Linked DNA regions of Sus scrofa: all the other regions are linked to region 3. The links are chromatin contacts, called in public Hi-C and HiChIP or PLAC-seq maps. All regions are on one chromosome and are shown on one strand. Each heading gives the region's core, a stretch centred on a gene start, on an enhancer-like site or on the middle of the called end of the contact. The rest is flanking DNA. Distances are from core to core; before and after follow the strand shown.

The links. Hi-C and Micro-C count contacts between places; a contact is called where the count stands out from the background. HiChIP or PLAC-seq counts read pairs in DNA pulled down with a chosen protein or histone mark.
Region 1: a contact with region 3 is called in an H3K27ac HiChIP or PLAC-seq map of alveolar macrophages. The contact joins the promoter of LOC100626250 here to the promoter of FUS in region 3. A contact is called at or near these places in 3 of 5 promoter capture datasets (fetal liver, fetal skeletal muscle and skeletal muscle), 4 of 47 Hi-C or Micro-C datasets (blood, liver and skeletal muscle) and 2 of 2 datasets of contacts at active chromatin or transcription factors (alveolar macrophages and skeletal muscle).
Region 2: a Hi-C map of liver shows a contact between it and region 3, with 4 times the contacts expected there. The contact joins the promoter of ORAI3 here to the promoter of FUS in region 3. A contact is called at or near these places in 1 of 47 Hi-C or Micro-C datasets (liver) and 1 of 2 datasets of contacts at active chromatin or transcription factors (alveolar macrophages).
Region 4: an H3K27ac HiChIP or PLAC-seq map of skeletal muscle shows a contact between it and region 3. The contact joins the enhancer-like site here to the promoter of FUS in region 3. A contact is called at or near these places in 2 of 5 promoter capture datasets (fetal liver and fetal skeletal muscle), 11 of 47 Hi-C or Micro-C datasets (alveolar macrophages, blood, embryonic fibroblasts and 4 more) and 2 of 2 datasets of contacts at active chromatin or transcription factors (alveolar macrophages and skeletal muscle).

Annotation. Positions count from the first base shown.
Region 1 is chr3:17,106,213-17,111,344 of Sscrofa11.1, forward strand. It overlaps LOC100626250 (cytochrome c oxidase subunit 6A2, mitochondrial), which reads left to right and starts at 2,411. Exons shown (of 8, transcript XM_021086396.1): 1 at 2,411-2,870. It overlaps ARMC5 (armadillo repeat-containing protein 5), which reads right to left and starts at 2,311. Exons shown (of 6, transcript XM_021086388.1): 1 at 1,659-2,311. The coding sequence starts at 2,139.
Region 2 is chr3:17,494,205-17,499,386 of Sscrofa11.1, forward strand. ORAI3 (protein orai-3) reads right to left here and starts at 3,187. Exons shown (of 2, transcript XM_003481021.4): 1 at 2,396-3,187. The coding sequence starts at 2,623. FBXL19 (F-box/LRR-repeat protein 19) reads right to left here. Exons shown (of 12, transcript XM_013987711.2): 11 at 5,138-5,182; 12 at 3,282-5,044. The coding sequence ends at 4,866.
Region 3 is chr3:17,323,803-17,329,054 of Sscrofa11.1, forward strand. It overlaps FUS (FUS RNA binding protein), which reads right to left and starts at 2,763. Exons shown (of 15, transcript NM_001287420.1): 1 at 2,751-2,763; 2 at 1,174-1,198; 3 at 924-1,078; 4 at 1-71. The coding sequence starts at 2,763.
Region 4 is chr3:17,125,713-17,131,276 of Sscrofa11.1, forward strand. The region is part of intron 4 of LOC100626250 (cytochrome c oxidase subunit 6A2, mitochondrial); the gene reads left to right. Among named protein-coding and RNA genes, the nearest start is that of ARMC5, 20 kb to the left of the region's middle. Within about 2 kb of position 3,254, at least 7 of the 83 cell types and tissues checked have an H3K27ac peak or open chromatin away from gene starts, as enhancers often do. A contact at or near this core is called in alveolar macrophages, fetal skeletal muscle and skeletal muscle, where this site is marked.

The DNA of each region.
Region 1 (5,132 bases), core at 1,161-3,660, 220 kb before region 3:
ATGAGGGAAGAATAGAAGAAGTGTATGGATTCAGGAGATATTTAAAATATACAACAGTGAATGAATATGGGGGTTACACACTAACAACAAAATCTACTAATTTATTGAAGACTTGTTAAAATCCCAGGCCTCTTGTCAAATACATTATGGTCCAGATGCATTTAATGCAAATTAATTTTTTTTTTTTTTTTTTTTTGTCTTTTGAGGGCCGCACCTGTGGCACATGGAGGTTCCCAAGCTAGGAGTCCAATCAGAACTATTGCTGCCGGCCTACACCAGAGCCACAGCAAGGGCAGATCCGAGCTGTGCCTGTGACCTACACCACAGTGCACCACAACAGGGATCCTCAACCCACTGAGCGAGGCCAGGGGTCGAAGCAGCAACATCATGGTTCCTAGTTGGATTCGTTTCCACTGCGCCAGAATGGGAACTCCTTATCCAAAACAATTTTAAGATTTCATCAAAACAGGCATAATTTCCTAGCTGGCAGGCAAGGACGTCTAAACTATATTCACAATGTTGCCACTAGGAGGCGCCAAATTAGCTGGTAAACAGAAAAGCTTGCTGTCTTTTGTTAGGATTGGTTCTTTTTTAAAATTGAAGTGTAGGTGAAGTATGATATTATACAAGCTGCAGGTGTACAATATGGTAATTCCCAATTTTTAAAGGTTACATTATATTTACATTGTAGAATATTGGCTTAGGATGTGTTCTTATTGTGCTAGCTTTTAATAACTAAATACCCAATCCATCTAATTATCACCTTTTTTGTATTTCATTTTCTTCCTATTCTAATTTTTTTTTCTCCTTCTTTTTTTTTTTTTCCCTGCGGGTGGAAGTTCCCAGGCTAGGGATGGAACCCACAACACAGCAGTGATCTGAGCCACAGCAGTGACAATGCCAGATCTTTAACACATTGAGCCACCAGGGACGTCTCTCTATTCCTTTTTTTCTTTTTTCTTTTGGCTTCTTAGAGCTGAACACCCACAGAATATGGAAATTCCCAGGCTAGGGGTCTAATCAGACCTACAGCCGCCGGCCTACACCAGAGCCAGAGTAAGGGGAGATCAGAACCGCACCTACGATCTACACCACAGCTCATAGCAACGTGGGATCCTTAATCCACTGAGCAAGCCAGGGATCGAACCTGCATCCTCGTGGATCCTAGTCGGATTCGTTAACCGCTGAAGCACGAAGGGAACTCCCTATTCCAATTTTTTGAAGTAACTATTATTACACCATTTTACCATCCTAGCCTCGGATGAGTCTAGCTGACCGCAGAGCACACTTTCTGACCACCAGTTCATCAAATGGGACTTGCTCCTGCACAAGGCCAGACACAAGGCCTTAAGTGGAGAGTAAGAATCATTTGAAAGAGTCACTACATAATCCTTTGGCCTCCACCAGCCCAGAGGCGAGAGTGGTGCTCCACAGCCAGTAAGTAACTGCTTGTAATTATCTGATCTAGGAGGGCTAGGGTCTAATTTATAGAGAGCAGTGACATCACGGGTCATGACAGCTAAAGAGCGGGGGGGCGCTGTGCCGTCATAAAGCGCAGTCTTCCAGGCTACCACACACAGAACTCAAAGACTCTGCCCACGCCCAGAATAGGACACAAGTTCGGGTGGAATCCTAGGAAATGAGGGCGGAGCACTTACCCAATGGGAGTATGCCTCCGAGTCTGCGCACTTCAGCCCGGCACGCCCCTTCCGTACAGCAGTTGGCTAGGATGCTGAGCGCTAAGTCCAGCGTCTTGCGCAGGCGCGCTGGCGGAGAGGGCGTCGGTGATGACGAAGCTGCGGAGGGGGCGGGGCCCGGCGAGGGGGCGGGGCCAGAAGAAGCCGCTGACTCGACCGAAGAGGGGGTGGAGCCTGAGCCAGCCTGGGACAGGGCGGGACCCGCTGCAGCCGCTCGCCGTAGCAGAGCGAGAAGGGGGCGGAGCCCGCCGCGTGCCCGGAAGCGCTCGATTCCCCCCGCTGCCTTGACGTGGCGCGTGCGGAGGGCTAAGAGCGCGCGGCCCAAGGGTGTCTCGTTGGTAGCTGTGTCCTTTCCCCCACCTAGACCCTCCCCGGCCGCCGCCGTGAGCTGCGCGAGGCAGAACGAGAGCGAGTCCGTGGGGGTTGGCTTCGCGGCCGCCATCTTGGCTCAGGCTTAAGGCTCCGCCCCCCCTTCGCAGCGCATCCAAGAGAGCGGAACTGGAAGGAGGGGCGTGGCCAGGCACCTCCTCTCTGACGCTTTTTAAATAGCGCCGCCGCAGTAATTATGCCAGTCGGAAGTTGTAGTTCCCGATCCTTGGTGCTCTGACCTGCACAGTCGCAGAAGGCTCGACGAGAGTGGTGGTTATCTAATCGCTGTGCGTGCCTAAGAGGCGTGTGCGGCGCATGCTTGGATACGTAGTCCGCGCCAAGCGTAACATGCCCCGCGTAGGATAGTAGGCAACTCTCCCGGTACTCGAATGGGTCAGTGTCTCTGGAGAACCCAGATATCCGACTACGGAGTCTCAGTACTGTACTGCTCCAGGTGACTTGGCTACTCCGCCCCCAGAGTGTCCCCAGCGACAGCCTTTTCCTTCAGGCTCGCTTTGCCGTCCTCCCCGCCCCTCCAGCGGTGGCCGGGGCACCGAAGTCCGCGTTGATGAGCTCAGAACCCGAGCCAAGCAGAAGGTGTCACATTCCTCACAGCGGCTACAGATGGGAGCATTTGCTCCGTCAAGTGAACAAGAGGGTTAAAGCTATCGATACCGTTCGCTGCCACTTCCTAGAGCGGCAGGAGCTAGTGGACCTTTCCGTTTCCGGTGCTGGATTCCTGGGTCCTGAGTGTCTTCACCTCTTGTGCTTGAGGTTTGCTGGGCGAGGACCGGCCAAGGCCAAGTCAGTAAAGCAGGAGTGATTTATTAAGGCATCCCAAATAGATGGGCCGAGCTCAGGATGGCATCAGCAGCGATTGTGAGGAGTTGTTCTTCCCCACCCCCACCCCTTTTAGGGCCGCACCCTCGGCATATAGAAATTCCCAGGCTAGGGGTCCAATTGGAGCTGGAACTGCAGCTGCTGGCCTACACCACAACCACAGCAAGCGGGATCAAAACTGCGTCTGCGACCTACATCACAGCTCTCGGCAGGTCGGGATCCTTAACCCACTCAGCAAGGCCTGGGATCTAATCAGCATCCTCATAGACACTATGTCGGTTCGTTACTACCGGCCACTATGGGAATTCCGTGGAGATCTAGTTATAAAAGGCTGGTTGCCAGCAAAACGTGGAGGGAACAATGTGCGAGGGAGGAGGGTGGCAAAGGACGATAGCTTTCCCTCTCCATTTCTCCTGTCCGGATAAGTGCTGTAACCACCCTGCCTTGGGCAGGGATTGACTTAAGCAGGCAGGGTGGTTAATCGGGCGGGGTAGTTGATTGACTTAGCAGACAGGGTGGTTGATTCTTGGTCAGCGACTTTCTAATGTCATTGACCCGTGTTTCAAGTCCACCATCCCCCTGGGAACCTATCAGTTGAGGCACTAGCAAGTGTGGAAGCACTCTTTAAACACTGCGGCCTGGGTGCGCTGGGAGGAGGGGGAGTCAGCAACAATTCCTGGCCCTTCTTTTGCCTAGTTATGTACATGAGCTTGGACTCCATCCCGTTCTCTTTTTTCCTTTCGTTTTTTTTTTTTTTTTCTTTCTTTTTTGGCTGCCCCATAGCATATGGAGTTCCTGGGCCAGGGATCAGATCTGACCCATAGTTTTGACCACGCTGCAGCTGCAGCAACGCCAGATCCTTTAACCCACTGTGTCAGGCCAGGAATCCAACCTGAGTCTTGGTGCTGCAGATACCACCCATCTTGTTGCGCCACAGAGGGAACTCCTCGTTCTACCTCTGATCTCATCCAGTTCTGGGACTCAGGTTCCTCCTCTGAGCCTGGTGGGCCACAAAGAGGCTGGTGCTGTGCAGTGCATGTGTCCATGGTCTGGCAGTTGGATTCCTGCCCAATGGGAAGCTCAGCTGTGGCTGGTGATTTGGGAGGGGCGCTGGGGATGCCAGAACAGCACCCCATCCCTCCACCCCCACCCAAGCCAAAGTCCCTCCCTTCCCTAGACATACTCCAGGAGGACTGGGACTCTGCATTGTCCCTACTGCGTCCCCAGCATTCCACATGGGGCAGGTGCAGAGCATTTTGAAGCAGGTCTGATCACTGCCTGGGTGATTCACAGCCTTTCGTCCCTGGGAGTCAAGATTCCTTGGCCGTCTTAGTTCCTCCCAATTCAAAATGCTTACGTCTCTTAATGGCCAGCATCCTCCTGGATCCGAATTAGGCTCAACACATTCAAACCTCAGTACAATCTTTGTGAAGTCAGAAACTCTTTGGGCACCAAGAAGTTTCCTGCAGATTTTTTTCCTGCATGCAGCCCACCCATGCCAGCCTCTTTATAGTACTCTTTGCCCCCCCCCCCCGCCCCTCCATTACTTCCTTCCTCTGGGCCTCAGTGTCTTCAACTCTAAAATGAGCAGATAGATGAGATGATCTTCAAGGCCCTCAGTGAGTTTAGGATTCTACTATGTGTAGGGTGCATGTTGGGGAGCATGAGTTTATACCTGCATTAAAACTTGGTTTTCCTGGAGTTTCTGTTCTGGCTCAGTGGATTAAGAACCCAAGTAGTATCCATGAGGATGCAGGTTCGATTCTTGGCCTCACTCAGTGGGTTAAGGATCAAGCCTTGCTGCAAGGTGTGGTGTAGGTCACAGATGCAGTGTGGATCTGGCATTGCTGTGGCTGTGGCATAGGCTAGCAGCTGCAACTCCAATTTGACCCCTGGCCCAGGAACTTCCATATGCTGCAGGTGAGGCCCTCAAAAGAAAAACAAAAACAAAAACTTGGTTTTCCCGTGGTTTGGGTTGTCATTTGACACCCAGAATCTATTCTCACCTCCTTCTGAAGAGGCTCTCCAGACTTTAGTTGCTGGAAAACTAAACTATATTTCCCAGCTTCCCTTGCATATTGGGTGCTTCCAGTGTCCTTGTATGAGATTTAGAAGATGGAAATGAAATGGGCCACTTTTTTTTTTTTTTTTTTTTTTGACCACATCTGCATGGTCAAAAACTTTGGCATTCATAAGTTTCCAGGCCAGGGATCAAACCTGAGCCAC
Region 2 (5,182 bases), core at 1,937-4,436, 170 kb after region 3:
TCTCATCTGGAAAATGGTCCTAGTAGTGGTACCTACTCCATAGGATAAAAGATGATTCACATAAAAGCCTTAAGCATAGTGCCTGGTACTTAGTGACAGTTCAATACAATGTGTATAATATTATGCTAACCAAGGCCACCTGGATTCCAGAATAGAGATCTTTCCCTATACCTGTTTTTGTTTTTGTTTTTTTTTTTTTTGGCCACACCTGTGGCATATGAAAGTTCCCATGCTGGGGGTTGATTCAGAGCTGCAGCTGCCGGCCTACACCACAGCCACAGTAATGCAGGATCTGAGCCGCATCTGCGACCTATGCCGAAGCTTAGGGCAATGCCAGGTCCTTAACCCACTGACCCAGGCCAAGGATCAAACCTGCATCCTCAAAGACACTATGTCAGGTTCTTACTGCTGAGCCAGGAGGGTGGTGGTAGGAAGGCAAGGCTGAATATTTTGAGAAATTGGGCCATGGCAGGTGTTAGCAGCTGTTTTCCACAGACAGGGATCTGGGCCAGCCCAGTCCTGGTTTCTCCCAGAGCCTGACCTAGCCTTGCTCTCCCCTGGCAGGACCAGGGCCAGTCCTGCCCCAAGAACCTACTCATCTGGGATTTCCCTTGTGGCACAGCAGGTTAAGGATCCAGCGTTTTCACTACAGTAGTTTGGGTCACTGCTGTGGCTTGGGTTCAATTCCTGGTCTGGGAACTTCCACATGCTGCAGATGTGGCCAAAAACACCAAAACCCCTACTTATCTTGCCTCTTGGTCCTGCAGAGAAAGTCTTGGGACTTAAGCTGTCACCCCAGCAAACTGCAAGGGCAGCAGCAGGGGGAATAGTCCCCTTGGGAATAGGCCGGAAGTCGGGGGCATCTCAGGCAGGTCCACAGGCTGCTCCCATCCCTCTGCAGTCTGTGCAGGTAAAGCTCCTTGTCCTGAGATGACCCCACATCAGGAAATGTGAGCTGAGGATCTGGGGCCTGTGGATCCTGGACCCCCACATAGAAAACAATACCTAGGATGACCCTTAAGGATAGAAACTTTCAGAGTTCTCTTGTGGCGCAGCAGGTTAAGGATCCAGCGTGGTTGCCGCCACTGCTGGGGTCACTGCTGTGGCATCAATTCAATCCCTGGCCCCAGAACTTCCGCATGCCGTGGATGTGCCAAAAAAAAAAAAAAAAGGATAAACATTCCATCTCATCATTCAAATGCAGAGGTTGTGGCAAAGTGGGCGGGGACTAAGCCAAATCACCTAGTGCTACGACCCCTTTTCGCCCCCATCCTGACAGCCCTGTCATGTTCCTATGAGGATCCCCCTCCAGCCCATTTTCCCCTTCCTGTTGTGATGATGGGAAACCCTGGACTAACAGTTCAGCGACCCTGGGTCCTAGTTTATCCTCTATCCTTCATCTGCTGAGTGCTCTTGGCAGAGCCACTGCCCTATTCTGGACCTTGATCTCCACGCCTGTCCAGTTAAGAGGTAGTCTCGCCCACCCCTGATGTGCGTCTTGCTCTGACATGCTCAGACCTGGGGTTTGATGATGAGAATTGGCTCACCTTGGGGCTGGTACTTGGCAGGATACAGAGGGCGCACCCTCCATGGTCCCACAACTTCCCACTGGCCCGTGAGGGGGTGGAGGCCTATCCAGGGTCACACAGCTAAGCACAGGCTGCAAGGAGCCAGGACTTATGTCTGCTGACTCCTCACCACAGGACCTCCCCTCCCTGGTCCCACTTCCTGTGAGGCTGATACGGATGTGAACCGTTAGCTGATATCATCTGCTCACACTTGGAGTTTATCATCTCTAGAATCATCTATCAGCTTCCTCAACAGCTTCTCTCCCTAGGGGCTTCTTCACAGGCATCCTTCCTTACCAAAGCTTCTGTGGCCTACACGAAGCACTCTGTGCCAGGTGGGGCCTGGCCGCCCTCCTTGCTATGGGCCCACTTGTTGGGTGGCCATGTAGTTTATTCTCTCAACACCCCCTCCCCGCCCCAGCTCTGATTTGTCTGATTCGTCTTTGCACCTCTCATGGGGACCTAGCAACCACTTGTGCTGGACTGCGCTCCTTCTGTACCTCTCTGCTCCAGCCTTGCACACGTTTCCCCCCTTGGTGACTTGTCTGCCTCCAAAACATTATTTGTGTCCCCCATGCCTTGGGATTAGTCTTCCCTCTGGTCCAGTTAATGCTAGGGGCCTGTTTACACACCCCACCCACACCCTAAGAGACATGTGTAGTCCCTTGAGACCTCGTTTATTCCCCTTTTCTCTCTTAAAAACCGCTCTCTGCCTTCCCTTCACCCTGTCCCCCTTGGGTACCCGTTCACATCGTTCCAGCGCGGGCGCGGTCCCTCCCACGTGCCTCGCTCCCTCCCTGTGCGCCCCTTCCCTCCCCTCCCCTCACCATGGCGAAGCCCGAGAGCAGGGCAGACGTGCGGCTGGAGGCTTTGAGCTTGGCCCGGCTGAGGTAGAGGCGGCGCCAGCTGAGCGCCCGCAGCGAGTGCTGACTGGCCCCCATGAGGTCCAAGTAGCCGCGGTGCACGAACTCTCGGTACGTGGCCGAGCCCGCGGGGCTCTCGGCCTCCGGGTTCAACGGGGCCTGTTCGCCCGCGTCCCCCTCGCCGCCCTTCATTCTGGGGGCCACAGCACCGGGCGGGCTGGTCGGTCAAGGTGGGGCCGAGTCGCCTCGGGGACCCCAGCAGGGTCGGCCCAGGCCAGGGGAAGGGCCCATCCCCCGGCGGGGCGAGCGAGGATGCGAGCGGCGAGCACCCGGGAAGACGTGGCCCGGGCGGAGCAGGAAGAGCAGGCGTCTGAGGGGAGCCCTAGGGGCTGAAGCAGGACAGCCGAGGCCGAAACAGGAACTGGGGCGGAGGCGGAGCCGGGGCGGCCACATGATGGGGTGGAGCCGGGGGGACCATCGGCAGAGAGCCCAAGGGACCCCGAGACCCCAGTCCACCGGGAACTTCCTCTAGGCGCTTAAGCCCCGCGGAGATGAAGGGCCAGCCCTAGCCCGTGGCTAGGAGGGAGTTCCCGGGCCCTGGCCCACTCCAAGAACACCTGGACACTTCCAACGACCAAACTCCAAACCCTTACCTAAATCGTGAGCCCACCCAACCGGAGGGCCCGCAGGAGGCCCAGCATCCTCAATTTTGGGAAGCTTAGTAGGACCTAGGCGCCCCCCTCCCCAAGCCCCGGGATCCACTCAAACGAGCCCCCTCCTCCCAGAACCTGAAAGAACACCCTGGTCACGCCCCGCCCCCGCCACAGACAAGACACACGAACTCGGCAGCCCCGGCTGGAAGATTTTGAGTTTTATAGCAAACCGTATTATACAGACCCGGGGCCCAGGGGCCCAGCCCGGCTGGGTCCCCTACTTGTCCCCCGCCGGGCTGCCTCCTCCCCCTCCCCCAAGCGGCCCCATCCTCAAGCCTTTCGCGATCCCCAGGACCCCCTCCCTTCCGGCCTTTGGTCCGCCCAGCCCCTCCCCCCACCCGCGCACCTCCCTGTTACCTGAGGTATGTGGATAGATCCCCCCTCCCCTACATGGTACATCCTGGCTCCCCAGGGAGGCCAGGGATGAGGGGCGGGACCTGGCCCCGACTCCTCCCCCTGGCTCCCCAAGCCCCGCCCCCGCAGTGGAGGCAAGGGAAAGGGAGGGCCAACAGTCTGTTACTAAGTTCCCATGGCAACTAAGAGGGGCCATTTCCAGCCTTAGCACTGGCTTTGGGAGGTGTCCATTGGCTGCTAATTCCATGGCAACCAGGAGTGGCAGTTCCCTGGGCAAATGGGATACAAGTTTCCATGACGATGAAAGAGTGGGAAGAGCCAAGCTGGAGGAGTCCCATCTTCCCCATCATTGGGCTGGCACCCCACCCCACCCCCACCTCAGGTCAGGAGGGAGGGGTGGAGTTGGTCAATACAGTAAAGCAAGAGAGAGCCTGGGGGTGGTACAGTCCAAACTGGGTGTCCACCGGTCCAGTCTCAGTCCAAGCTGGTCCCGTCCCCTCACACTCCGGCTCCCCCAGGTCCGAGGTTCCCCCGGTTCAAGTAACACTTCAGTACAGATGAATGTTCAAGTATAGTGCGGGGAGGCAGGTAGGGGGCTGGGGTACCCCTCACCACTCCCCAGGGCCGCGCTGAACAGCGGGTAGGCCGCAGCCCCCACTCCTCACAATAGCTGCCATTGTCAGTGACGTTCAAGGAGTCAGGGTTGGGGGGAAGGAACTGAAATCTGAGGAGGGAGGAAGGAGAGGGGTGACCCCGAGGGGGTCCTACCGCCCCCACACCTGCTCTTGCCCCCACCCCTCACTCAGCCCTGGCTTTCCCCTGGTTCCCCGAGTCCCCTCATCTCTGACACCTGGATTCCCCAATTGCTCCTCTGGTTTCCCTTTTTGGCCCCACCCCCACCCCCCAACTCCAAGTATCTGGTCTTTGTTCCCGGAACCCTTGGTGGTCTGCTTTCCGCCCGTCCCCCCACCCCCGGCCCATCCTCCAGCTCCCCCAGCCCCCTGGCTCCCAGTATCCTGTGCGCAGATACCCTTTCCCGCTCTCCCTCCCTCAAACTTGCACCTCAACCCCCCTCCCACCATCCCTTTGGCTCAGCACCCCCCAGTACCTCGGACCCACTCCCCCCAGGGGATGGACAATGAAGCAGGTGGAAGGGTGAGGGGAGGGGAAGGAGAGACCCCCAGAGATATCAGTGCAGGGGGTAGAGAGCGGGGAGGCTGGCTCGAGTCCCTGGGCAGGAATCCCAAGTCATAAAACTCAGGAATCCCAAGTCATGAGGTGGGTAACCTGGCCTCCTGGCAGGGGTGAAATGAAGGCCTGAGGTCCAGGCTCCTGATGAGTCCCGGGGGAGGGTGGGGGGCACCCAACTAGCTGTCCTTGAGAAGCAGCTTCTCCTCTGGGCAGCGGAAGGGGCCAGGGGGCCCGGCGGCTGCCAGCCGGGCACAAGCTTCAGGTGAGAGCTGGCGGCAGGAGCGCAGGTCTAGGCGGCGGAGGCGCGGGCAGCGGCGGAACAGCGGGAGGCAGTGGTCCGTGAGGCGGTGGCAACCTGGGGTTGGGGCAGAGGAGACCAGGAAGGTGAGGTGGCGGAGGCACCGACCGCAGGGACCAGGAGGCCAGCAGGATGGACGGACAATCTTACCAGCGAGGTTGAGGTGTACCAGGGTCTCTCGGAGCGGGGAGGTGG
Region 3 (5,252 bases), core at 1,513-4,012:
AGAACCCTGGCCACTACCATAGCCACCAGTTGAGCCATATCCCTGGGGAGCTGACTGTGCGCCATAGCCTGCTACGAGAAAAAGAAAAAAAGTCATGAATTGAGGAATGAGAATAGGTTGATGAAACACTGTATACATCCCTAATGCTACCTACACCTGAAGCCAGCCTCTTGAACCACCGCCAATCACAGCCCAAGAGATCCCTCTCCTTTAACAGCATTTAACCAGCCTGTGATGTACATCTCAGATTATTTACCCTTCAGCACCTAAGGGCAAATTCCACCTCTTTGTGTATCAATGTGATATACAGTATGCTGATTTCCAACGTCTTCAAGCAAATCATTTTCTCCTTTTATTTTTTTTTATGCTTTTTAGGGTCACACCCACAGCATAGGGAGAGTCCCAGGCTAAGGGTCGAATTGGAGCTGCAGCAGCTGGCCTACACCAAAGCCACAACAGGATCACACCCAAGTTGCGTCTGTGACCGACACAACAGCTCACAGCAACGCCAGATCCTTAACCCACTGAGCAAGGCCAGGGATCAAACCGGAAACCTCATGGCTCCTAGTCGACTTGTTTCCGCTGCACCATGATGAGAACTCCCCATTTTCTCCTTTTAAATATCAAAAACTTAAAACTCTTTTCCCTTTAGGGAATATTCTTCCCCAATTTCACTTTCATTCTTAGGGGAAACAGGGAGAAGTGCAGCATAAATCAAAAAATGCAAAGTCAAAGAAAATAAAAGGAAACAGAATTAAGTACTTGGAAAGAACTCAAACTCTAAGTAGCTTGAAGGATCACAGACTGGTTAAGGGCAAAGAAACTGGGGGACAGTTTCAACAGTTCAGCACTGCTTAGGTTTAAGAAAAGCAACATTCAGAAAAAGCAGGAAGAGGAAGGGTGACCCACTTAAAAAGACTCACTGTTCTGGGTCTGTCCATAAGAACTGCCATAGCTGCTCTGGCCATAGCCTGAAGTGTCCGCTGACTGGCCGTAACCGCTGTAACTCTGCTGTCCGTAGGGCTGGTTGCTCTGCTGGGAATAGCCCTGCCCAGGCTGGGTGGGGTAGGCCCCGTAGCTGGAGAAGAAAAGGCAACAACGGTGCTCTCAGGAAAAGACACCTTAGCCACCCTTGCCCCCTACAAACTCTGGAAACCCAGAAATGACACTCACCTTTGGGTTGCTTGTTGGGTATAGTCTGCAAAACAGAAAAATACAATCATATTAACATTACCTTCAGCCACCCCTAAGAGAACAAACTAGAGGTAAAGGCCTCAACTCAAGCCCCAGAGCCCCTAGATGTGAAAATTGACAAGGCAGAAATCCCCTCCTGAAACCCTAGTTGAGAGGGGCAAGACGGCAGACCAAAGTCAAGTTTTCTCACAATAAAGACACACCAAAAAAGCGAATTTCTACCGAGACCAAGAGGCCTTAAGTACTGGAAAAAGCAAGAGTCCTGGTGGACAACTACCATTTTTCTGCAACTTCAACTGATATCCGGAACTGCACAAACTGACTCACATGTTTTCACACCCACTCTATGAGGAAGGTATCCCCAAGAGTCCAACTGAAGCCACACAGCTGCTTGAGCAGAACAGGCTTTATTGCAAGCCAGAAGCAAAAACGTTCCGATTGTAGCCTGCACTTTCTCAACCCAAAGAAAGTCTCAAGATCTGGAGAGAGGCCACCCTCCATCCAATCTTGGAGACAGGAACAGGGGGCTTTTAGTGCAGAGCCAGCTCACCAAGAAGGGAGAATTCTTTGACCCCAAACGACAGAGATCGCCATCAAAGAGCGGTCGCCTCGAGAGGCAAGCCGACTGGTACTCAGGTCCTCAGCCCTACGGCTCCCAACGAGTTCCTATCTCCCCTGCCTGCCTCGGGGCTGCGGGGAGACTTGGCGAATCCAAGGTAACGAAAACGCCACAAGGAAGACAGCACAAGCCTGATCAACTCATCTCGATACAGGAAACAGCTTTCCCCGCAGGAAACGGCAAAAGGATCGGGAGAGGGTGTGGCCTAAGGCGGCCGTTCCTTTCAGTTCCTACCTCCCAAGGAGGAAAATTTAGGCGGGAAAAGCCTCACCCGGTCCCCAAGTCCGTTGGACCACCCCCTAGCCCCCCACCCCTAGCCGTTAAACGGGCGCGCGGTCCCGATCCAAAGCCTCCGCCCCCAGCCGCGTGGCACGCGAGGCGGGAACGAGGAGGTCCCGCCCCTTCCCGAGGGACCCCGGGAGCGAGGCCCACACCGGACGAGCGCCGCGGAGCTGCCGGTGGAGGGTCTCGCGACAAAAAGCAGGGCCGACACGAGGCGGGAGGGGGGTTCGCGCCGCCAGAAAAGGGGGGAGGGGCCAGTAGAGCGCGTGCGCGCACCGAGTGCCCGGATGCAGCACTGCGACAAAGCGGGCCCGAGCGCGGGGCTGGAGACGCGGAGGAGAGAAGGCTACGGGGACCAAGCATTTCCATCCGCGTCTCACGTCCCCAGTCACCAAGAAGAGTTCCTCCCAACCCTCACCTAAAGGAAAGGGGCTGCAAAGGGAAGACCTCCCGCCCTGCGCGAGGCGCCAGCGGAGCGAAACAAAATGGCGACATCGGCCTCCCCCTTCCACCCCTCTCCGCTGCTTCCCGCCAGTGGTGCGGAGAAGATCCTACATGCGATCGCTGCCCGGGCCCCACCGAGAAACAAAAGCCCAACTGGGAGCTTACGAGCTCCAGGGCTGGCGCGCCACCGCCGCCTCGCGCACTTACATACCGTTTGAGGCCATGTCCGCGCACGCGCGCACAGGCCGGCAAGCAACAGAATTCCAACACCGCTGAGCACCGACGCCTCGAGGACTGAGCAGCCCCGCCTCCTGCGTCGAGGTTTATGTACGCCTCCCCCGCCTACGTATCCTGGGGGAATGCACCAAATGCGGAAAGGAAAAGGGGAAGCATGGCCGGACTCCTGCCGCCCTTCAGGGAATATATAGGGTCCTAGCCGGCAGAACATAATTGTTATTCACTAAGAACCATGCAAATAATATATATAGCCTTATTTTTTCTGAGAAATAATTTATATTTTCTCTGAAGGACGAGCCAAAGATTCACTTCCACCCCTATAAGATCATAATGGTACAGTCCGATTACCCTCTGGGGGCGGGGCGAGGGGCCTAGGGCGTCTGCGGGCGGAACTGTAGTCAAAGCCGGGAGTCGTGGGGCGGGAACCGAAATTCCTCAGGCTGGCCCCTTTCGCTGGGCCTCACTTTCACTCCGGATAGCGAGCTTCTCCGCTCCACTGCCCTTCCACTGCATCAGATGCATCCTCCCTCCCGCGCCAGCCTCCCTCTCTTGGTTCTAACGTCCCTCCCCCGACCACACACACTACCTTTCTTCGTCTTGGTTTTCACTCATCGTCTTTCAGGGTTGTCCTTACCAGGGCTTGTGGATTGTGACGTTTGACGTGAAAGCAAGCATGGAGTTTAGCTCGGACCCCTGGGTCCTGTTTTGATTAAGCATTTATGGCCCACCTACAACCTCAAAGCTTGGCTTCTGACTCGCTGTTGGACAGAAAAGCCCAAACAATCCGGAGATTGAGATTATATCAGGGTTCTCCCAGCCTTTTGCTGATAAAGGGCTGGGAGTATTTTCCTGAAACCCTACGGAGGAATCAATGTGCAGATCCAACAATAATTGATATTTGTATAGGGCTGAAGTGGCTTCAGAATGCACAATTAGAGAGTTCTCTCAGGGCACAGTGGGTTAAAGATCTGGCGTTGTCACTACTGTGGCTCAGGTGGCTGCTGTGGCAAGGGTTCACTCCCTGGCCCCAGAACTTCTGCATGCAGTGGGCGCGGCCAAAAAAAAAAAAGCCCAATTAATTGCTTTTCCATCACAATCTTACGAAGAAAGATAGCAAGGCTATCTTTTATACACCAAAAAAATGAGACTCAGGCCAAATGCAATCTATGATTATGGAACAGCCAAATGTAAGGGGTCTAATTCGAATCCAGGTCTGTGTGGCTGCAAAATACTCCTTTTGTTAGTTATACAGACATTTTGAAGTGTTCTGAAGCTTGTTCACTCCTTATGAGAAAAAGGACAAAACATGAAATTCAAATTAACTTGCAACTTGCACTCTCATCAGCCTTGCCTGGAGAAGGAAAGCTGAAAGTATTGAGAAAGGTCCCTGGTGGTCTAGTGGCTAGAATCAGGTGCTTTCACTGCTACAGCCAGAGTTTAGTCCCTGGCCTGGGAACTGAGAGCCCATATCCAACCACTGCACACTGAAGGGTGGGAAGAGGTGAGTATTAAATAAAACAAGGTAAAGGGCATTATTCCTGGTACACATATACCATGCAGATTTTCCTTCCCAACTTATCTTTGACACGTGTTCCAAAACTTCCCTTGTAGGCTGCAGACATTTTCCTAGAGAAAACAGCTATGCCCTTGGAGTTCCTATTGCCATGCAGTGGTCAACAAATCTGACTAGGAACCATGAGGTTTCGAGTTCAATCCCTGGCCTTGCTCAGAGGGTTAAGGATCCAGTGTTGCCATGAGCTGTGGTGTAGGTTGCAAACGTGGCTCTGGCATAGGCCAGTGGCTACAGCTCCAATGAGACCCCTAGCCTGGGAATCTCCATGTGCCACGGGAGCAGCCCTAGATAAGGCAAAAGAAAGAAAGGAAGAAAGGAAGAAAGAAAGAAAGAAAGAAAGAAAGAAAGAAAGAAAGAAAGAAAGAAAGAAAGAAAGAAAGAAAGAAAGAAAGAAAAGAAAAGAAAACAAACAGCTATGCCCACGAACTTCTACCCAATTCCTAATTTCGGCTGTGATGACCTTTGAACACCCTGACACCCACCCCACCACCACTGAGAGGGCAGTGTGACCCTGAAGTGAGGGCAAACAAAGGGAAGTCCATCACTCATTCACTCATTGATTCCCCAAATATTTATTAAGTCCAGGGACTGTTCTGGCCACTGAGGATGCATTAGTGTACAAAATAGATGAAACGATTTAACAACAGGGGTAACACAATAAAATTTATATAAAACATATTTATAATAACACTTTCATAAGTCTTGCTAAGTATTGGGCGCTATTCTGAGCACTTTGAGTATACCTTGTGTAATCTTTTTTTTTTAGAGCCACACCCCCAGCATACGGAAATTCCCAGGCTAGGGGTCTAATTAGAGCTTCAGCTGCCAGCCTACACTACAGCCACAGCAACACAGGATCTGAGCCTCCTCGGCAACGTACACCCTAGATCCCGGCAAGCTACA
Region 4 (5,564 bases), core at 2,004-4,503, 200 kb before region 3:
TACAATCCCACCAACAGTGTACTAGGGTTCCTTTTTCTCCACACCCTCTCTAGCACTTACTGTTTGTAGACTTTTGGATGATGGCCATTCTGGCTGGTGTAAGGTGGTACCTCAGAGAGGTTTTGATTTGCATTTCTCTAATAATGAGTGATGTTGAACATCTTTTCATGTGCTTCTCAGCCATCTGTATGTCTTCTTTGGAGAATTGTCTGTTTAGATCTTCTGCCCATTTTTGGATGGGGTTGTTTGTTTTTTTGGTATGGAACTGCAGAAGTTGTTTATAAATTTTGGAGATTAATCCCTTGTCAGTCGATTCACTTGCAAAGATTTTTCTCCCATTCTGTAGGTTGTCTTTTTGTGTTATTTAGGGTTTCCTTTGCTGTGCAGAAACTTTGAAGTTTGATTAGGTCCCATTTGTTTTTGTTTTTGTTGTCAATACTCTAAGAGGTGGATCTGAGATGTTGCTGTTGTTTATGTAAGTTATTTTAAAAGTCACTTAGCCAGTTGCTGATTAAGCTTTTACTCTGACCTTTAGGCATTTAACAATCACTAGCATTTGAGGAAGCTTGGCGTCAGCTATCTAGGCATAACCTCTAGAGAATCACCATTGTGCTTCTGCAGACGGCATTCTTCTTTGCTAATGTATATCCAGCTAAGGACCCCTCATAAACCTCTTGGGGCTATGGGGCTCCTCTTTTATTCTTAAGAGGACTTATGCTGTGCAAACGGCATGCCAATCTGCACAGGTCTGGGTGTGCCTAGACCAACACATTAAGTCCTCTTTGTTCAGCTGACCCTATGAATAACTTACGCCTCTAGGTCTTTGTTCTTAAGCTTAAGTCATTCACCATCACTGCGACTGTTTTCAAGCAAGAAGATGGGGTAAAGCAGGACAAGGTAAGAGTTTTCAGCAAAGAGGCTAAGAAAACATTGTAGAAACATGTCTCGCGACAGGCTACATAAGAGATTCAAAAAATAAAGCTCTGTGCCTGGCAGGAAGATGCTCATGACAGCATTTTCTGTAGTAATGACCTATTCCATAATAAAGATGAATAAAATGTGGTATTTTAAATAAAAGAATTATATGTAGCCATTAAAATATGATCATTCAGTCATGAGTGCATAAAGGCACATATTTTTTTTCCAGAAAGCAATTAGACTCATCTTTTTAAAAATTTTTATTTATTGATTTTTGCTTCTTAAAGTTCCCCAGGCTAGGAGTTGAGTCAGAGCTGCAGCTCCAGTGGCAGCTGCTGCTGCCACAGCCATGCAGAATCCAAGCCATGTCTGCAACCCATACCACAGCTCAAGGCAACACCAGATCCTTAACCCACTGAGCAAGGCCAGGGATCAAACCTGCGTCCTCATGGATACTAGTCGGGTTCGTTACTCGCTAGACTCACCCTTTGCTTGCAGTAGCTTCTCTTGGGCAGTAGCTAAGCTGTGATTACAGTGGTCAAAATATGGAGACGTGTTGGCAAAGCCTGAAGAAAGCATTTCATGCAAACATGATATTTTTCTTAAGAGGTGGTGGAATTATGGAGAAAAGGGAGTTTCTTGTCCTAATGAGAAAGTCACTATAGTAGAGAAATTAGGAGGATGCTCACTCAAGCCAGACCCTTTGGGTCCTGGTTTTGCCACTTACCCTATGGATTTAAGGCCTTTCAGAGCCTCAGTTTCTTCATCTGTAAAATGGGTAATAGTCCCTCTCTTAGATAGTTGTCATGAGGTTTAATCCATGTGTGGAACCTCTTAGGACAACACCTGGCAAATGGCAAGTACTCTGTAAGTGCTAGCTATTAAACTGTTTATTGCTTTATTTATAGTTTAATCTTTTAAAAATATTTGGCCAATCAACACTGATACACTCCTGTTCACCCTCTACGTCTCAGAAAAAGCTCAACATATCTGCGCTGATAGCTTTATTGACATTACATCTAATAAAATGTGGGCAGTCTGGGAGTTCCCGTCGTGGCTCAGCAGTAACGAACCCGACTAGAATCCATGAGGACTCGGGTTTGATCCCTGGGCTCGCTCAGTGGGTTAAGGGTCCGGTGTTGTCATGAGGTGTGGTGTAGGTTGCAGAGGCGGCTCAGATCCCACATTGCTGTGACTGTAGCATAGGCCGATTTGACCCCTAGTCTGGGAACTTCCATATGCTGCGGGTATGGGGCCCTAAAAAGACAAAAAATGTGGACAGTCTGATGATCATTGGTTAAGTGTATACACTGGCATAACTACCATCACAATCATGATAGAGAACTTTCCCATCACCCGTCAAGCTTCTTTCGTGCCCCTGTTCAGTCGGCTGCTCTCCCCTGCTCCCAGCCCCAGATAACCCTCATCAGCTTTGTGCCCCTATAAATGAGTTTTGCCTGTTGTACATTTTCATATAAACGTAATCATATATTCTATATTCTTTTGTGTCTGGCTCACATCATTTTGTGTCTTACATCATTTTGACATTCATCTGTTTGTTGTGTATCACAATAGTTGTATCTTTTGTTGCTGAGTAGTATTCTGTTACATAGGTATCCCACAATTTTTTTTTTAATCCCTTCACCTGTTGATGGACATTTGGATTGTTCCCTCCTTTTACCTATTATCACTAAAGCTGCTATGCAGATTTGTAAAAAAAAAAAAAACTCTTTGTGTGGACATGTTTTCATTTTTCTTAGGTCATATCATAAGAAGTTCCACCACTTCAAGCTTAGATGTCCAAGAGAATGTGAATGTATGCCAGTGACTAAGTACCGTGAAACTGGGAGTCAGCGATTTTTTGGCATAGGGACGTCACGCTGAAGTGATGGCAGGGTATGAAGGGGGAAGCCTCTGGGTGGCATGCCTGAGTTGCAAGCTTGGAGCTCAGGTGAGGAGTCAAGGCCAGATATCAGTAGGGCTGTGAGGTGAAGTACAAGTAGGGGAGCCCAGAGAGTGATCTGAGAGCCAAGGATCAAGTCTTGGGGCTCAGAGGGACCAGAAGCAGTAGCCCCCAGTCCTCATTTCCAGTTCTCAATTTGGAAATCTAAACTGATAGGCCTAAAAAGAGAAAATTAGCAAGCTTATATGGGAACCACTGGAATGTTTACTAGTTCCATTGCAAACTCAGCTCCTGGACAATATGTTATTGCGATTTTAAGTTACACAGAAGCAGTTAAGACAAAACCACCCTCAGCCTAGGAAAGCTCAGACTACCTGAATGGCAGTCTTTGGGTACTGGCGCAGAGGCGCCACAAGAGGGCGACAACAGCAGAGGCTGCAGCAGCCCTCAGGCCACTGACCAAGTAACAACCGGAAAAGCTCTTAGTGGGCACAATCAAGTGAGACAAAAGGATGGGGATCCCAGGGCAATGACTTGGCCGTTTCTAGTAAAACTCTGAGGGGAGAGAAGGGCACCTAGAACCTTTTCAGCTGTAAATACCCTTCTACATTCCTGTTTTCTCCAAGAGCCATAATTATAAAGTAGGGAGGGGGTTTGAGGGAACCGTGTGTGGACAGAGAAGGTCAGGTAACCTCAGCTGGAATAAAGCCTCATCTCAGCAGCATTTCCAAAGTCCAGCTGGGAAAAAGCAACTGTAGGAAGAATTCCACTATAGCTCAGTAAGAGCTCAGGGATAATTTAGCTATATAACATTTGACAGTTCAACAGAGTTACTAAAAACAAACAAAAAAGCTGAAAGAAGGCAAATAGAGCCAGTTTAGAACAACCAGGAGGAACAAGTATGGAGCCCCTTCTTTAAAATATAGCTTCCTCATTTTTCTTTCATATATTTAGACTAGGTGCATAAAACTTATTCTTCTTGGAGGCTCCCATGTGATGCAGTTAAGGATGTGGTGTTGCCACAACTGCAGTGAGGGTTTGATCCCTGGCTAGGGAGTTTCCACATGCCATGGGTGTAGTAAAAAAACAAAACAAAACAACCTTATTTTTCTTTTGTATATTAAATTCATACCGGGTACCTCAGCTTTTGATCAAAGCTGGAGGCATCCTGTTTGACCCCAGTTCTGAAAAGGCATTTCTATAGCTCTGTCCAAAGCAACACAAATCAAACATGCATTAAACACACCTCTTAATTTATTTAGGCCACCCCTGTGGCATGCAGAAGTTCCCCGGCCTGGGATCAAACCCATGCCACAGGAGTGACCCAAGCCACAGTAGTGACAACCACTGGACCCTTAACTCACTGAGCCACCAGGGAATGCCTAGATACAGCTTTTTAGAACACCCACTTCAGGCCGGGTTCTGGCTGGTGCTGGGGACAGAACCACGGACAAGGCAGACATCAGCCGTGTCTTCTTGCACCTTTCTAGAGCCTCTGGAGTTCATTCAGGCCTGCCTATGCTTTCTTCTTCTTTTTTTTTTTTTCCAAGTAGTTAGAGTTTTCAGACTGAAATAGCTTATGTAGCAGTAGACATTTGCCATGCCTGTGGCTGTCCAGCATCTCTGGAATACTCATCCTGCATTGGAGGATTTTCTTCAAGACACAATTCCTACCACCTAAAGGCAGAAGCCAGAACTTCATTTCCCAAACTTTCTTTTTTTTTCCCCCATATTAAAAAATTTTATTGAAGTAGAGTTGACTTACAAGTTGTGATCATTTCTGCTGTACAACAAAGTGATTCAGTTACACATATACACACATCCATTCTTTTTCAGATTCTTTTCCCATCTAGATTATCACAGAATATTGATTGCGTAGAGTTCCCCGTGCTGACAGCAGGTTCCCACTGGCCAGGCATTCAATATACAGTGTACATGTGCCAATCTCAAATCCCCAGTTCACCCCTTCCCCCCACCTGTCTCCTTTGGTCACCATAAGTTTGTTTAAAGTCTGTGAGTCTGTTCTGCAATAAAGTCATTTGTATCTTTTTTTTAGATTCCACACATAAGTGATATCATGTGATATTTGTTTTTCACTGTCTAACTTCGCTTAGTATCTCTAGGTCCCATCCATGTTGCTGCAAATGGCATTATTTTATTCCTTTTTATGGCTGAGTAATATTCCATTGTGGGTGTGCTTGTGTACCACATCTTTATACAGCATATATATGGGTCTTGTTTTTGTATCCATTCAGCCAGTCTATGTCTTTTGGTTGGAGCATTTAGTCCATTTGCATATAAGGTAATTATTGATATGTATGTTCTTATTGCCTTTTGTTAATTGTTTTGGATTTGTTTTTGTTGATTTTCTCTGGCCCTTTATCTCTTGGGCTTTTTTCTTCCCTTTTGTTCTCTTGTGGTTTGATGACTATCTTTAGTGTTGTGTTTGAATTGCATCTATTGTAGATTTTTGGTTGGTGGTAACCATGAGGTTTTGACATAGGAGTCTATATGTACACACAAGATTGCTTTAAGTTGCTGGTCTCTTAATTGCAAATGCATTTCCAGGATCCTGCATTTGTACCTTCCTCTTACAATTGCTGCTTTTGGTGGCATATTTATGTGTGGATGATTTCCTGCCTTTACTAATGTTTGCCTTTACTGGTGAGCCTCCTTGTTTGTAGTTTTCTTCTTTCTAGTTGTGGCCTTTTCTTTCTGCCTAGAGAAGTTCCTTTAATATTTG